Linked DNA regions of Mus musculus: regions 2, 3 and 4 are each linked to region 1. A link is a contact called in public HiCAR-type, HiChIP or PLAC-seq and promoter capture Hi-C data. All regions are on one chromosome and are shown on one strand. Each heading gives the region's core, a stretch centred on a gene start, on an enhancer-like site or on the middle of the called end of the contact. The rest is flanking DNA. Distances are from core to core; before and after follow the strand shown. Region 1 holds the start of Lypd1 (Ly6/Plaur domain containing 1). Region 2 holds the start of Nckap5 (NCK-associated protein 5). Region 3 overlaps Nckap5 (NCK-associated protein 5). Region 4 overlaps Nckap5 (NCK-associated protein 5).

Region 1 (3,470 bases), core at 355-2,854:
CCGTGTACTGCCCCAGACAACAAGGGCTTCTGGGCTCTGCATCCTGATGTTCAGGAAGGCTGGAGGTGCCTGAAGCCAGCAGGGGGCGGCGGCATCAGTTCCCAGGGTCTAGGAGGATAAAGCCCTGCCAGAGACCCTACATTTCTTCTCTAGACACAAACAGCTCCTATAACACCCCTCCGGCCTTTCCGCAAGAAGTTGCAAAGAGACCGGTGAGAGTTCAAATCCCAGATCAAAGTAGTGGGGTACAAGCTTGAGCTCCTGTCTGAGCCTAATTACTAATTGGCTACAAATTGGTTAATTACTATTTTGGCACCGTTCATAATTGCATTGGCTGACGCGTTTTCGGTTTTATTTATTTAATCTTTTAAGTCAGCGTTCATGGGCTGAGGCTCTGATGCTTCCTGGAGACCACCCTGCAACCTGGGGGGGGGGGGAGGTGCTGGATGCTAAGTATCCCTGCTCAGTCCTCCAGCTCAGGCTCCCTTCTTGTGATCAGCGACAGGGGCAGCTGCTGCTGAGGGTTGGAGAGGATGTAATGAGAGAGTGCCTGCGTTGGATGTGCGCGTCTGCTTAGGGACCACCACAATGCAGCCCTTTTAGACCTGTCTTGTGACCCCTTTTTTTGAAAAACATGGCTGTTGGAAAAAAATTCTGATAGCTTAGAGTCCGCGATCAGGAGCAGTTACTTACCATATTTTCCTGGTTGCTCTCCTCTGATCTGGGAGCTTCTCTTTGGGCCGCATGCCCCTTCCTAACACCCTACCGATCGCAGGAAGAGCACAGCTAGCTCACTCAGTCCGGAAGGGCTGCTCCCCCGCCCCCAGCAGAGGATTGTCCGGCGAGTCGCTCACCTGTCAGCGTCGCCGCTCCCTTGGGTGGCCACAAACACTGGGTAACTTGACTAGGTTGGAGGCTTGTCGCTCCTTTTCCTGTCTCGCCCAACTCAAGGACCCTCCCCAATCCCAGCTCTGTATCCCCGACTGTGTACCCCACGCAGCTGCAGCCAAGAGTCGCGCCAATCTGCCGCTCTCGGCTCTCCTGCAGCGCGGGACTTGGAGAGCGTCCCAGTCTAGCGCCTTTGGTCTCAGTTTCCAGCACCAAACTCCCGCTGGGTAGCCCCAGCGCAGCGCGGACCACAGCTGGGCGCACTGGGGCTGAGAGCAGGGACGCTTGGCGAGATAGCAGGAGCGTGTCTGGCCAGGCAGCTGGCCTCTTCATCTTCTTACCTGGAAGCCAGAACAATCCGCAAAAAGTTGCTGCGATGCCGAGAACCCACATCCTCCCGGATCGGCAGGGCCGGGAGCGGGCAAGAGCATCAGAGACCACGACCGCAGCGGAGGCTGTTCTGGCCGCGGCGACAGTAGCTGCCGAGGCTGCCGAGGCTCGCGCTGCTGCCGCCCAAGCGACGGCTGCCACCGAGAGGAGCCGCAGGTGTCGCCCGCGGCGCCCGCATCGCCCGCGCCGGGGGCTCCCAGAGGCTGGTCCCAGGCTCCTTGGATTCGCGCTCCCTGGGGCGGAGCGCAGCGCCTCCGGAGGAGTTGGCTGCTGAGGCTTGAAGAACTACTGGCGATCCGGAGCACCCAAAAAAGTCTCGCCTCTTCTGCCCCCACCCCTCCCACTCCGGGTACCACGTGACGGCTGCTGAGTTGTGGTGGGGGTGGAGGGCGGGGAAGGCTGGGACTGTCTCTCTACTGTCCCCACCCCTTTCTGCCACCCTTTTAGCCTACCTCCTCTAGTTCCTTGGAAAGGAGCGCCTGCTGGGTTCGGGAGTAGTGTTGACAGAGGTTAGGAATAAGGAGGTGACTAGGGCGCAGCAGGTGCCATCAGGACCTGTCCTATGCGAACTCGGAGACCCGAGTGCTAGGCTGCGGTACCCTTCCCTTCCAGGTGTTATGTTCCCTTTCGGTGCTAACAGTACCCTTGCAATTGGGTCTCGCCCACCCAGCCCGGCGTCTTCTATCACTCGCTGCCCCCTGGCCCTCTGGGTGACTGCCCTGGATAAAGCGAAGGGCTGTTTCTGAGCACCTGGCAAAGTTGCGGAGCAGCGAGTTCCCTGGGGTGTCCGACGCAGCCGCGCCTCTTCCTGAGAGAAACCCACCTCACTGGCCACCTGGGTCTTCCAGCAGAATGCCTGCGAGTACGATGGTGACCCTACCGCAGCTAGCTCGCTTAGCCCAACCACCATCTCCTCACCTGCTTGCATGCACCGCAGGGGGATGCATTGACTCAGCCTCGGTCTCCTAGCCCAGAAATAAAGCTACCTGGGGAGTGGACACCCGGATCTGTGCTCTCACTGAAAAGCAAATGGGTCTGACTGCTCCCCCAAGCCACCAGCTATGGGTATACACTCCTTACAGCGCTAAAGCATGGCCAATTGGCCATAGGCTGCCTCCCTCCTCCACTACTCCCCTTTCTGACAATTCTAAGTGACCCACCTTGCGTATTCCCGGGACACCACGGTGTTATTTTGCCTTCCTGGTGGAGCTTTGTGGAAGACTGTGCTGTGCACAGAGCAGGCAGTCGCAGCTCTTGGTGCCCCCGCCCACAACCCCCGCGCATTTCCACCCACCCCCACCCCTGATTTGGGATTTGGGAGATTCGGTGGAAACCCGTGGCTAAGCATCACCCCTCTCCTGTGAGGTCTCCCGAGGGGAAGTGGTCTCTCAGCTGGGATGTGATCATTTATGTCCCTACCCTGCCAGCAGAGCAGGTTTGAAAGAGGCATAAATGACTTTCTTGTAATTCCTTTGCAGAGATCGGTCCATAGCTGCCTCAGGCTCATTCTCCCCCACCCCTCCCCCTCATTTCTAGCTGGTTAACTCCTTGGGGAGACAAGGATGCTTTGCCCATTACTCGCTTGTCTGAAGTGTGGATCTTAACAATTGTTCGAATTACTATTACAGTAGCAAGAGGGTTGGCTTATTTATTCTTTCAGGGAAACCTCTCCACAGAGCAAGCGTGAGACATAATTATAATAATCACGGGACCAACCTCTCCCTGAACAAAGTTCTTTTCTGCTCTTATAGGGTGTAATTGTGATAAGACCTTTATTCCAAAATGAAATGAAACAAAAGAATTTTTTCTAAAGACAAGGAGGATACTTTACACGCAGCTTGAATTTAAGGTAATGAAATCCAAATACAACAAATTGCACAAATACAATAACACTGGTCATACAATACTCTATAAAGATACAAGTGTTCTAAGGTAACCACACAAATCCTAAACATAGCTCTAGTCTGCCTGGTCTGTAGGCTTCTGTACAGAAGGAATTATAAATAGTTCACGTCTAGAAAAAATACACATAACCTTTAAAATAGAATTTATCCTCCCATATAAACAGTCTTTAATAGAAAAAAAGGATATTAAAAAGTAAGAAAGTTTCATAGCACCAACCATTCATTTATTTTTAAGATATGGCAAAGAGTACCCAGGTTTTAATAATAATATAAAAGCAGGGAAATTTA
Region 2 (3,959 bases), core at 1,199-3,698, 920 kb after region 1:
TGACCTCTGTTGGCCCTGGCATATATGTGGTGCACATACTACATGCAGACAAAACAGGGTTATATACATAAAAATAAATAGAATCTCTTTTTCTAAAGTGGGTGTGAGCCGGGTAGTGGTGGTGCACACCTTTAATCCAAGCACTCGGGGGCAGAGGGAGCAGAGGCAGGCAGATCTCTAAGTCCAAGGCCAGCCTTGTCTATAGAGTGAGTTCCCGGATAACAGAGAAACCGTGTCAAAAAAAAAAAAAAAAAGATATGTGTTTTTGGGAGGAGAGACAGGGCATAAGGGTGAATCTGAAAGGATCCTAAGAGAGGGAGCAGGGGTTCACTCTATGCCTGTATGGGGTACTCAATAAATAATACAAGTATTATTTTTTTAAAAAAAAGATGTACCTGCATATGGAATATATGTCTAAAGTCAGAGTCTCCCAGGAATATATGGCTTTCTCCCCACCTTCCAGGAACCAGCATGGTACCCCTCATTCTGCTCTGGTGAGTAACTCAGAGTCTGGAGAAGCCATTCACTCTCAGGGACCTGCCAACTGAGCCGTAGATTACCTTACCATTCTATTGCCCAAGGTCTTTCTTCCCATGATTCAACACAAAGTTGCATTTGGGTCCATATGGACTTCTGTGTGTGTTTGTTGGGGGTGGAGGGTGGAATCATTGTATGGGACAGGCACAGGTCACACGAAGCCGTGTTTTCCCTCCAAGTTCTGGCACTGCCACAGGCAGGGAAAGTATCTGTGTTCACGAATGTCTCCATTCACCTCTATCATAAACAGAGCTCTATGTGTACATATAGCAAAGTCACTGCCTGCCCACAGGAAACCCAGAGTCCTTTGTTCATGAGAGGATGGACTCTCTCCACTGGGTCCATTCAATGGGTAGAGAGCTGAGTCAGGTTTTTCCCTGAAACTTCTTCTATTCAGTATTTCCTTCATTGACTTTCGCCACTCTTAATGGGTAAAACTTTGCTGTTGCAAGATCCCTTAAAATACCCCTCCTGGGGCCAACCGCTGTTTATCTTGGCAGCAGGTAGCTCCAAAAAATTTGGAAAGTCTCTACTTGGCATGGGCTCTGAGCTACTGGCACGTTAGAGATTAATAAAGCACATTTAGCAGCGCTCAGGTCTCTGCAACACAATCCCTCACCGTGAAACGTGCGAGATTCTTTGTTCACGGCGAACAAAGTCAAAGCCAGAATGAGCCAACCATGACAACCAGAGATAGGAAACAGTCAAGATCCTTGAACATCTTTCATCTGGCAACTGGTGGGTAGGAATTGATGCCCAGTGCTCAATTATACATCTGCTTGGTGTTCTCAGCTGTATGAACTGGGCAGGAGCTTGGGACCCCTGAGCTGGGAGCTGACTGAACAGCAGCGCCAAGATATCAGGGCTGTACCTGTTTCCTTGAAGCCCAAGAAAAGCTTGAACTGAAAGCCCGTGAAGGAACAACTCCAGAAGCAGAAAAAAGAATCAAGATTTACCAAGACATTTCCAAACATTTTGGCTTTTCTTTAGGAAAGCAAAATGCTTAGGTTTGTTTGGATATTAGCGAGGGAGGGAGGGAGGGAGGGAGGGAGGGAGGGAGGGAGGGAGGGAGGGAGGGAGGGAGGGGGAGAGAGAGAGAGAGAGAGAGAGAGAGAGAGAGAGAGAGAGAGAGAGAGAGAGAGAGAGAGAGAGAGAGAGAGAACCAAGTAAACTTTGCTCGATTGTACAGGTGTGGCGCTGGTACCACAGGAAGGAGACAACAGCGACAAGAAATGGGAACTAAAACTCAAACAGGCATTAGACAGCAATTACAGGTTCCGAGGAGGAAGCAATTCACTGTGAAACCCCACACACCTGGATTCTCGCAAAGCAAGCACCGGAAGAAAATAGCAGGGAGCCACACGCGCAAAGGCACCATGGTGAGTGCCAACGCAGCCTGCACGTGCTGAGCGATGCCTGGATGTATTTACACTGAGTGGCTCCTCCTCGGAGTCCTCCAGAAAAATCACGCAGACCTGCAAATCAGAAGTCCAGACCACTGCACTGCTCCTGCTGAGCACAGTAACCTTAATTCTCCACATCAAAGTCCACACGCAGTGGGACAAAAAGCGAAGCAAAGAAAAGTTCTATCCTTACCTAAAAGGCATAGCAGACAGGCCAGCTGGTTGCTCCGCCACCGTTAGCCTGCTCCGGGGTTCTGTCTCATTCCATCCAAAGTCCTAGTGCTACCCAGGAGGGCTCCTGGGGGGTTCTCGGATCTTCCTGTAGGAGTTTTTGATCACTGGCTTGCTTAACAAACACGCCTGTGTTCTGCGGGCGTTTGAATGCAGTACCACACCGGGCACCGAGCCAACACTCAGCTTCCACAGGCAACAAGAGAGAGGAAAAACTCACACCCTCCCAAGCAGGCTTCCCTCCTTGGTGTCTTTTAAGGTGGGGATCCAGGTGTCATCTCTGGTTGGAGGGTAGCGTGAGAGGTAGCTAGCTCCCTTTTCTGACTTCTCCGCTGCCTCGTGGGAGCCCCAAAGTTTGTTTTTCTATCTCACTGCCCCGAAGTTCTCCTCGTGATCGGGATCGCCCGGCTTGCCTTTCCACCAGCTGCACTTTAAATGTATTTTAATTGGCTGGAATGTCGAAAGAATCTATTTGGCAGTCGTTTACATGGGACGCACGCCCAGGGCAGCTGAAAAGAGGCCCCAGAAGCGGACGATTACTTCATCAAAAGCGGCAGTTTGAATAGCACTGACTCCTACTGAACTACAAGGAACGGAGTTCTATAGCCAAGATGGAATAATTAATAATTTGTGGAGAAAATTCTTCATTCATCTAAAAAAAGCCAAAACGAAGGGGGCGGGAATCCCTGCAGGTAGGGGAGTACTTTCTGAAAGGGGTGACTTATTACGGCCCCTGTTCTGCTCTCTACAAACATTGATTTTGTACAGCCTTACAGGAGGGACATATGCATAATTTGGTTTTCCTGAAAAGCTAAATCAAGTAATTTTCACTTTCAAAGAGCCCCTGAGATGCATAGCACTTTTCCACCCTCATTCATTAGCCAGAACCCACACTAGATATTTTCCCGAGTGAAAGACAGTTATTCAAGTTCTTTCTTTCTTGGTGACCTCTCAGCTAGATCCAGCTTCAAATAAATTCTCCGTGAATCCAAATAGATAATCATCAGCGCACAGTGTTTATAAGCCTGATTAGAATTTAAAATATTACAAGTGAAGAAGAGTCTAGGAGATCGCTTGGATGGGTCAGACCATTTGCTAGGCAAGCAATAGGACCTGGGTTCAAATCCTTAGAAGACACATAAAAAGCCGTGTGTGGTTCTGTACACCTCTAATCTCAGTAGGAGGGTAGCTGGGGCTTGCTGGCTGCCCCATGTCACGAGATGAAAGCAGAAAGAGGTACAGGAGAGCTCCCAGCTTCCTTCTCTGGCCTCTGCATATATATATGCATATATATATGGGCATGCATATACTCACACAAGTGCGAGTGTGAACTCTCTCTCACATATACATACAAAAAATGTTACTCAAAAAAATGATAGCTTAGGCAGATTATGACATTAAACAGTAGATAACAAACACTTATGCATAAATGTCTCAAAAAATAGAATAACAAAGCAAACCATAAGTCAGATAAAACAAGAGATAAATGGAAGAGCCTTCACATTTTTTCTAGACTGCTGATTTTCCAGGAGGCTGATTTATTGGTATATCTCAAGTGGGCTTACAGATTAAAAAATCCCAGGCTTTCTGGGTTGCCCTAATGACCTCCCTCCTTCAGAGCACCTGCCTTTAGTGGGGTACCTAGAACGAGGCAAGCACCCCAAGTATTCTTCTCCAATGGAAAATGTGAGCCAGGAAACACTGACACATACATTCATTACTCTGCCTTTCCTTCATGTTAATAAAACTGTCTGTGGTTCTCAACAAGACGGAACATGAGGAAGGGTG
Region 3 (3,577 bases), core at 202-2,701, 570 kb after region 1:
ACATTCACATATTATCCTCCACGTTCCTATATTATCCTCTATGATTTATTCTCATTCATTAAAATAATGTGTCAGAATGCTTCCTCCCTTCTCCTGCACCCCACATGCCTATATCCTAATCCCCTGCAACTATGAGTTTGCAATCTCACATACCAAGAAAGACTTGAAAAACATAATGAAGAATCTCAAGAGAGAGCTTCTTATGGGTTACCTGGGTTGGCTTGATGTCATCATCAGGGTCTTTAGAGGGGACTCAGATGAGTCCCAGCCACTGAAGCTGTTCAGACAGAGGCATAGGTCAGAGGGACATTATTGCTGGAAGAGCCACACAACAAGGCACTGGCGCAGTCTATTAACTGTAGGAAAATCTCCTGTGTCCCTGAAGCTCTCAGAAAGAATGTGGCCCTGCCCACAACTTTATGCTTGACCTTCTGATTTCTAGAAGTGAGATAATGCTGATGTGTTGCTCAGAGGCACAGAGTTTGTAACCAATTGCTAGGACCTGCACTGGAAGCCCGCATGTCCTCACAGAGAGCTCTGAACACTCCCCTCCCCCATGCAGCCTCCATCCCAGCCTTGCTTCCTCCATCTCTCTCCAGTCTACCCTAGCAAATCTTTAGGGAGGATTCACTCACTTACTCGCTCTACAGTCAGTTAACAATCAGGACCAGCTGGACACTGTCTCCATGGGCTCAGCCCTATAGGCGACATCTACTTTACACTTCCCTCCAAACATTTCGAAGGAGGGTAAGAAAGGTTGTGAGAGACAGCACTTGGGAAGGACTGGGAAACAGTGTCTTCTGCAAATGATAGCACATTGCACATGCAGACTCACATAGGCTGTTGTTGGCCTACACAAGAACTGTACAAGATTCCCCATACATGCTGGTGCAGTGGAACATGGAAGAGCTCATAAGACCCCACTCCTAGGTCAGTTGATAGTGACAGCTGAGGGCTACTGGGAAAGGGAAGGGAAGGGAAGCAATAATTCAGTTTTCTTCCAGATGTAGCTCCTGGTAGGTCAACCATATTCCAGTGGATGGCCCAAGACTCAGGTGCATACCACCCACATTAATTAGACTTAATAGACTTTAAAAAAAAAAAGGCAGTATGTTGGTAGAGAAGTACAGGGCATGGGTCTTGTTGAAAGGAGGGACTATATATAAATGTGTGTGTGTGTGTATAAAAAAATCAAAACTACATACATAATTCTCTGTGTGTTTACAATATATATTACACACACATGCAGAGAGAGAGAGAGAGAGAGAGAGAGAATATCTAACCATCTAAGCATTGAGCAGCACTTCAAGGGAGGGAATGAAAGCAGAGAAATATCTCATGAAAACACAAGAGGCAGTCACGCAGAGACAGCTGCCAGGGCCTGAGCATAGCAGGGCCTTGACCTAGGACAGAAGCAGCTGGCCAAAAGCCCAGAAGCAGGCAGGAACAGGCAAGGCAGGGTAGCCACATCACAGTGACCACTAGATGGGTCTCTGGATGGCTGAACCCTGTGCTTTACTTATCCCTGGCACCCACCATGCCAACAGCCTGGGCACAGACACCACTTCAGGCATGTGAGAAACTGTGCCAGGCACGCCTGCCGAAACATGAAGGGGCAGCTGAGGACGAGGCCACAGGCTCCTTGGGCACCAAGGACAGCTGGCTCTGCTGGGCACTTCGTCAGTGGAAAAGCACTGACTTGGAAACACATCGTCTCACATGGACTTTTAGAAGCCTGACGGCAAGCATCTGCTCCTAGCCCCCTCAAACAGGGGGACGGAAAACTGACACATGTATGTGGTCTCTAACACTGTTTTGTGTATTTGTGTGTACACGTGAGAGCAAGGACAAGTGTTTATATGTGGAAGTCAGAGGTCAACTTCAGGTGTGATACATACTGATATATACATACATACACACATACATACATACATGCATGCATGCATACATATACACATTAATACATACATATATTCATACATATATATACATACATATATATGTGTGTGTGTGCGCGTGTGTGTGTGTGTGTATACACACACACACACACATACATACATACATACATACATAAGGAAATAGGAAGAGTCGGAGGACAGAGCTATATGTGTGTGTATACAAGTGTGAGTGAGTGAGCACACACCTATATATGCATATTTAGACAGGGCGTCTCTGTCAGATAGCTTAATCAACTGCCCTCCACCATGTTTGTTTGTTTGTTTGTTTGTTTGTTTGTTTTCTGAGATGGTGTCTTTCAGTCAGTGAGCCTGAAGCTAAAGCACATTTTTTAGGCTAGAATGAATGGCCAGTCAGCAAGAGGCCTCTGCCTCTCTCCCCCACAGCCCCATGGTTACAGGAATGTGCTACTTTACCTGGGCACTGAGTATCTGAACTTATGTCGGCAGGTTTGCCCACCGAGCCATCTCCCCAGCTCTGAAAGCTGTGTGCTTAACTTACCCTTTTCAGAGGCCATTGCTTTTTCATACAATAAAGACCAGGCATGCTACACATGTGTATTTTGGTTGCATAAACAATAAACTGCACTTTCTGTGTTTGAATGGTTTTCTCATATCCAGATTAAAGGATCAGCAAGCCGCATGATGTCTAACCATAATCCAGTACAACGTTTTATTTAGGAAGAAGATATTTCATGGGCCCTGGGGTTGGAGAGTTGGCTCAGTGTGGGAAACTACTGGTGTGCAAGTACCATGGGACCTGAGTGTGAATCCCCACCCTGTATGTACAAAGCCAGGTGTGAGTACTTTCACTGCTGGGATCCCAGTGCTGTGCAGGGTAGAGACAGGAGGATTACTCCTAGGGTTTGCCAGCCAACAGCCTATCCCCAGATTCAGTAAGACGGTTGGAATGGGATGGAGCAGACCACCTGATGTCCTCCTCTGCTCTCAGACACACACACGGACATGTATGCCCACCGCTTTCATCTGTGCGAATGTGACCATGCCAGTGAGCAGCATAGGAAGGAGAGATGGTGCACTTCCATTTTCAGGGACCTCTTTCTGTCACCACCAAGCAGTCACCACAGCAAGGACACTGGCAAGCCACATGCCTGCCCCTCGCCCTCATTCCTACTGAAGCTGGGCCACCTCTGCAGCTCAGGAACTGTCAGACCACAGGGGTTTTGCAGGGAACATTTCTCCTGGGAGTCGTCTCCTTTGGCCTTTAGTGACATGTTTCTTCTGCCCTGCCACCAATTTAGGCGAAAAATGAAACACATTTTCCTACCCCTCTGTGGATGTGAGTTCACTCACCTCATTTTCCAGCACAGGTTTCCAAGGGCAGAGCAAACAATCTCAGAAGCTGCCTCTCTCTGCCAGCTCCAAACAGGCAAAGAATTCTAGTAACCTAGTGTCCAATGTCTATAGATAGAAATCCGTGTCTTACCTGTTGCCTGTGGAAGTCAGTGTCTAGAACCTTCTGCTGAAACAGCCATTTACCAAAGCATGCCTCCACCTCATCTCATATTATCATTGAGTGGGTAGAGGAATCAGGTTGGGTCTCCTTAAGATGATCCCCACTGCATGGGGGCGTGTGTGACTCACAAACTAGGCTAGATGCC
Region 4 (3,555 bases), core at 540-3,039, 830 kb after region 1:
GTTCTCTTTGCTGGGCCACCTTTATCTGTACACCTGCGCAGAGCCCCGTTCCTCCAAGAAGGCACGGGTACCGTACACCTGTGGATCTTGTTTCTGTTCTAATTGTCAAGAACTTGAAAAGTGACATGCTAGTATGCATGCCAGACTAAGTGTGGGATTCAGATTCTAGTACATTCTCCAGCAGAGCTCTGTTGGAGGCCTTTGGGCAAGTGATTTCTTATGCCACAGTTTTCTTCTGGAGCTGAATGTAGTTTGGTTGGTAGAGTAGTTGCCTAGCATTCAGGAAGCTCTGGTTCAATCTCCTGTACCTCATAAGTCTAGCCTGATGGTACATGTCTACAATTTGAGGGTGGAGGGGGTGAAGGTAGAAGGATCAGAAATTCAAGGCCAGCCTTGGCTACATGTGGTGTTCAAGGCTATATGAAACCTAGCCTCATTAAGGGGAGAAGATCAGGTATTGAACAATGTTTAGTAGCAGATTCTTTGATGTAAACACAGTTCTACAAAGAATACAGGGTCATAATACATACAAGCTGAGCATGGTCTGATGGAGAACCTGGGAGCTGCTAAGAAGGCAGGAGGTGGGTAGGATTCCATAGAAAACAGCCAAAGATTGCTAAGACCTTTCCCTATTGACTGCCCAGAGGAAAGACATGAAGGCTGTCACTTCACAGGCTCCTGGGGGTGCTGACAGAGCACCTGAATTCAGGAGAAAGTCAGTCTCACAGAATGAGTCATGGGGTTCTCCTGCAGGAGCTAACAAGCCAAGAGCCACTTCTTGCCAGTCAGTCCTGAGCTGTCAGGGGCGGAGGGTGGAGGGCATCAGTCAGCTGAGATTTGCTAGGAGCAAGAGTCTGAGCTGCAAGTACAGAGCAGGAAACCCCTGCGAGGCAAGTTCACAGGACACCTAAGCAGAACTTCCAGGCGAGATTGGTTACTGAGCTGTGTGCCCCTTGCAGGCTGAGTTAGGAGGGAAACCCTGCCTGGATTGGCAGCATCCTATACACTCTCTCTGCTGAAACCCCAGAGAATGTCTGAAAAGTTTAAAGAGCTTTGAGGAGAAAGAAAGATGAGGCAAAGATACTGCCACGGACAGTGGTGTCCAAGTTATACTTTGACAGTGGGACATGAACTGGGCATGCTCACTCAGTGAGTCCATCAGAGCACCCACCGTTTCTCCATGGAACACTAGGGGAAGGGGCCAGGATAGCCAGAAATGAGTTCCAGAGTAGTTTCCAGTACTGAGGTGGTGGAAAATGAATGAAGTGGGGGGGAAGGGGAACAAGGAGAAACAGAAGAGAAAGGGAGAAAAAAGAAGGCAGGGAAAAAAAAGAAGAGGAAAGAAAAGTTGCCAGAGGAGAGAGAGAGAGAGAGAGAGAGAGAGGAGACTATTACTAAGGGGAAGTTACAGTTGCATGGGATGAACTGAAAACCAGCATGCTCACATTAAAATCTATAACCCACAAAAAGAGTCCTAGAGGAAGCAGGTGTCTCTCTCCAAGAACACACTTACATTCAGTTTTTTAAAGTCTTAGAATTTCCTTCCAACCTTCCAAGGTCGACCTAACTATTTTGCTGGCATTTGTTTTAAAACAGAAAACAGCAAACCGCCCACTACCCACCCACTGCAAAAGCGGAGGATTAGTTTAGGAGCAGGGGTAGTTTAGGAGCAGGGGTACCGGCTTCTGAATTCCCAGTCCTGTTAGCAGCTAGCTTCCTTCCCCACCAAACCCTGAGTTGAGAGGGCTATAATTACTCTGAACAAATGCATACTTGTGGCTTCAAGAGAGCCTGCAGTAATACATAAACAGCATCTCCTTTTAAACGGAAAGCAAGCGAGAAACATCAGAGGGAAAGGGTTACAAGATCTTTGCTTTGTTTGTTTTGTTTTGTTTTGCTTGTTTGTTTTTGTTAAATCCCAGGAGTCTTACTTGGAGTGAGTTCTTTCCTTTGGTGAATGGAAATCACAAGGTCCCGGAGCCAGGAACTGCAAAGCTCCCACAGTTTCTCTCCAGCGCTGTGCTCCTGCCGATCCTGGTTACTTGCGAAGCATTCAAAAACACACTTGGAAGAAGGAGTCTGGGTTTTCTTGAAGATCTGCCACACGGAGCCAGCGGTCCAGCCTGGGATCCAGGGCGAGTTTGCAGAGACCTGGAAGCCGCGGGCTGCGGCTCTGTGGTTGCTGCGAGCTTGTAAATACAGGCGCTGTGGACAAAGTCCCAGATGACATCACTGGGAGCTGCTTACTGTTGAGTCTTTATTAACTGACTGTCAAAAAGAAAGGAGGGGGTGGGGAGGCAAAAGGATCTCTTCTGCAATGAATCTGTCGTCTGGGAACGGATTCCAGTGATGCGTGCATGGAGTGACCCCCATGGAGTCAAGTTGGCCCAGCGTGGCTTTTCTCTGCTCTGAAAAAGTGAGAGGATCCTCTCTCCAGCGGATGACACTGAATAGGCTGCAGAAACAGGCGCTTGGGGACAGTTTGAGGCACTAGGCAAGGCGGCCACCTGCTCCACCTCTGCGGCCGCTGGTTGATTCACAAGTACGCGGGGATTAGCCACATCTAGAGTTTCTTTGCAACTCTTACCTTGAGCTCCGTACCTGGTTTCAGGCAGAGTGTCTTGATTTGCAACTTTCTATGATAAACTCTGAGACGAAAGTTTCCCAACTTGGAATTTTAAAAGGAAGGGCCCTCAGAAATCTGAAGGCAAAATTCTGTATGCGTTTGCAAAAACAAAACAAAAACAAAAACAAAACCCCCAAAAACGCAATTTGTTTTTGTTTCCTGGGCAGAATGCTGGAAGGGTTTCTGTGATTATCGATCTTGTAATGGGAAGTGAATGCGTATTTTCACTATCATAAATAAAATACAGTTTTAAAAGCTAAATATAACACAATTAAAGCTCAACATTTAAATGAAATTTAAAAGTAATATAAAGAAAATAAAGTTTAAAGGTCAAATAAAACAAAAAGTAAAGTGGGTCAGCAAGGTAGCTCAGCACGGGAGGAAGGGCACTTGCCCCTCAAGCCTGGCGACTTCTGACTCTACAAAATTGTCCTCTGAGGGTGGTGACATGTTCACTCCTGCACGTGAGTGCATGCACACATGTGCCTGCATGCAAGCACACTCACACACACACACACACACACACACACACAACTTTATGCAGTAAGATAGAAATAAAATGAAGTTGAATAGTGGTCACATGTCACAACAAACCTGTAAATTCCACTCCCTTTCAACCATCAAAATAAAAGTGAGGCTTCCCTGCCCTGTGTTTCCCCCTCCCGTCTACCTCTTCCCTCAGCTGGTTCTTAGGACTTTTGTAGTTGCTTTATGCCACCCCCAGCCTCCACCTAGAGATAGAGTCCCTTCCATGAAGCCTGAGTGCCCAGCCTCCCTCCCTCCCTCCCTTGGCCTGTTGCAATGAGGCTTGCTATTTATATGTATTGGATGCTTTTAATACACTGACTTGTATTTTTAGGGTTTTTTTTTCCATCTGCATGCGTGTCTCCCCAGCCCACTTTGAAAGTCATTAAGAGCAGCAGTTGTCT

What was found. Promoter capture Hi-C pulls out the DNA fragments that hold promoters and counts their contacts. HiCAR-type assays count read pairs that join an accessible place to other places. HiChIP or PLAC-seq counts read pairs in DNA pulled down with a chosen protein or histone mark.
Region 2: a promoter capture Hi-C map of embryonic stem cells shows a contact between it and region 1, with 2.7 times the contacts expected there. The contact joins the promoter of Nckap5 here to the promoter of Lypd1 in region 1. A contact is called at or near these places in 18 of 39 promoter capture datasets (the 3T3-L1 cell line, 3T3-L1-derived adipocytes, HPC-7-derived erythroid cells and 10 more) and 3 of 115 datasets of contacts at active chromatin or transcription factors (astrocytes, embryonic forebrain and embryonic hindbrain).
Region 3: a HiCAR-type map of astrocytes shows a contact between it and region 1, with 3 times the contacts expected there. The contact joins the enhancer-like site here to the promoter of Lypd1 in region 1. A contact is called at or near these places in 5 of 39 promoter capture datasets (the 3T3-L1 cell line, embryonic stem cells, hippocampal neurons and 2 more), 5 of 115 datasets of contacts at active chromatin or transcription factors (astrocytes, embryonic basal ganglia, embryonic forebrain and 2 more) and 1 of 9 other capture datasets (adipose tissue).
Region 4: a contact with region 1 is called in an H3K4me3 HiChIP or PLAC-seq map of forebrain, with 6 times the contacts expected there. The contact joins the enhancer-like site here to the promoter of Lypd1 in region 1. A contact is called at or near these places in 1 of 39 promoter capture datasets (hippocampal neurons), 1 of 484 Hi-C or Micro-C datasets (the G1E-ER4 cell line), 7 of 115 datasets of contacts at active chromatin or transcription factors (astrocytes, embryonic basal ganglia, embryonic forebrain and 4 more) and 2 of 9 other capture datasets (liver and pancreatic islet).

What each region holds. Positions count from the first base shown.
Region 1 is chr1:125,910,610-125,914,079 of GRCm38.p6, forward strand. Lypd1 (Ly6/Plaur domain containing 1) reads right to left here and starts at 1,605. Exons shown (of 3, transcript NM_145100.4): 1 at 1,230-1,605. The coding sequence starts at 1,281. It overlaps Nckap5 (NCK-associated protein 5), which reads right to left. Exons shown (of 17, transcript NM_001081756.1): 17 at 3,027-3,470.
Region 2 is chr1:126,828,184-126,832,142 of GRCm38.p6, forward strand. Nckap5 (NCK-associated protein 5) reads right to left here and starts at 2,449. Exons shown (of 17, transcript NM_001081756.1): 1 at 2,134-2,449.
Region 3 is chr1:126,483,365-126,486,941 of GRCm38.p6, forward strand. The region is part of intron 3 of Nckap5 (NCK-associated protein 5); the gene reads right to left. Among named protein-coding and RNA genes, the nearest start is that of Nckap5, 350 kb to the right of the region's middle. Within about 2 kb of position 1,452, at least 35 of the 459 cell types and tissues checked have an H3K27ac peak or open chromatin away from gene starts, as enhancers often do. A contact at or near this core is called in astrocytes, where this site is marked.
Region 4 is chr1:126,736,007-126,739,561 of GRCm38.p6, forward strand. All of the region lies in intron 1 of Nckap5 (NCK-associated protein 5), which reads right to left. Among named protein-coding and RNA genes, the nearest start is that of Nckap5, 93 kb to the right of the region's middle. Within about 2 kb of position 1,790, at least 33 of the 459 cell types and tissues checked have an H3K27ac peak or open chromatin away from gene starts, as enhancers often do. A contact at or near this core is called in embryonic basal ganglia, embryonic forebrain and forebrain, where this site is marked.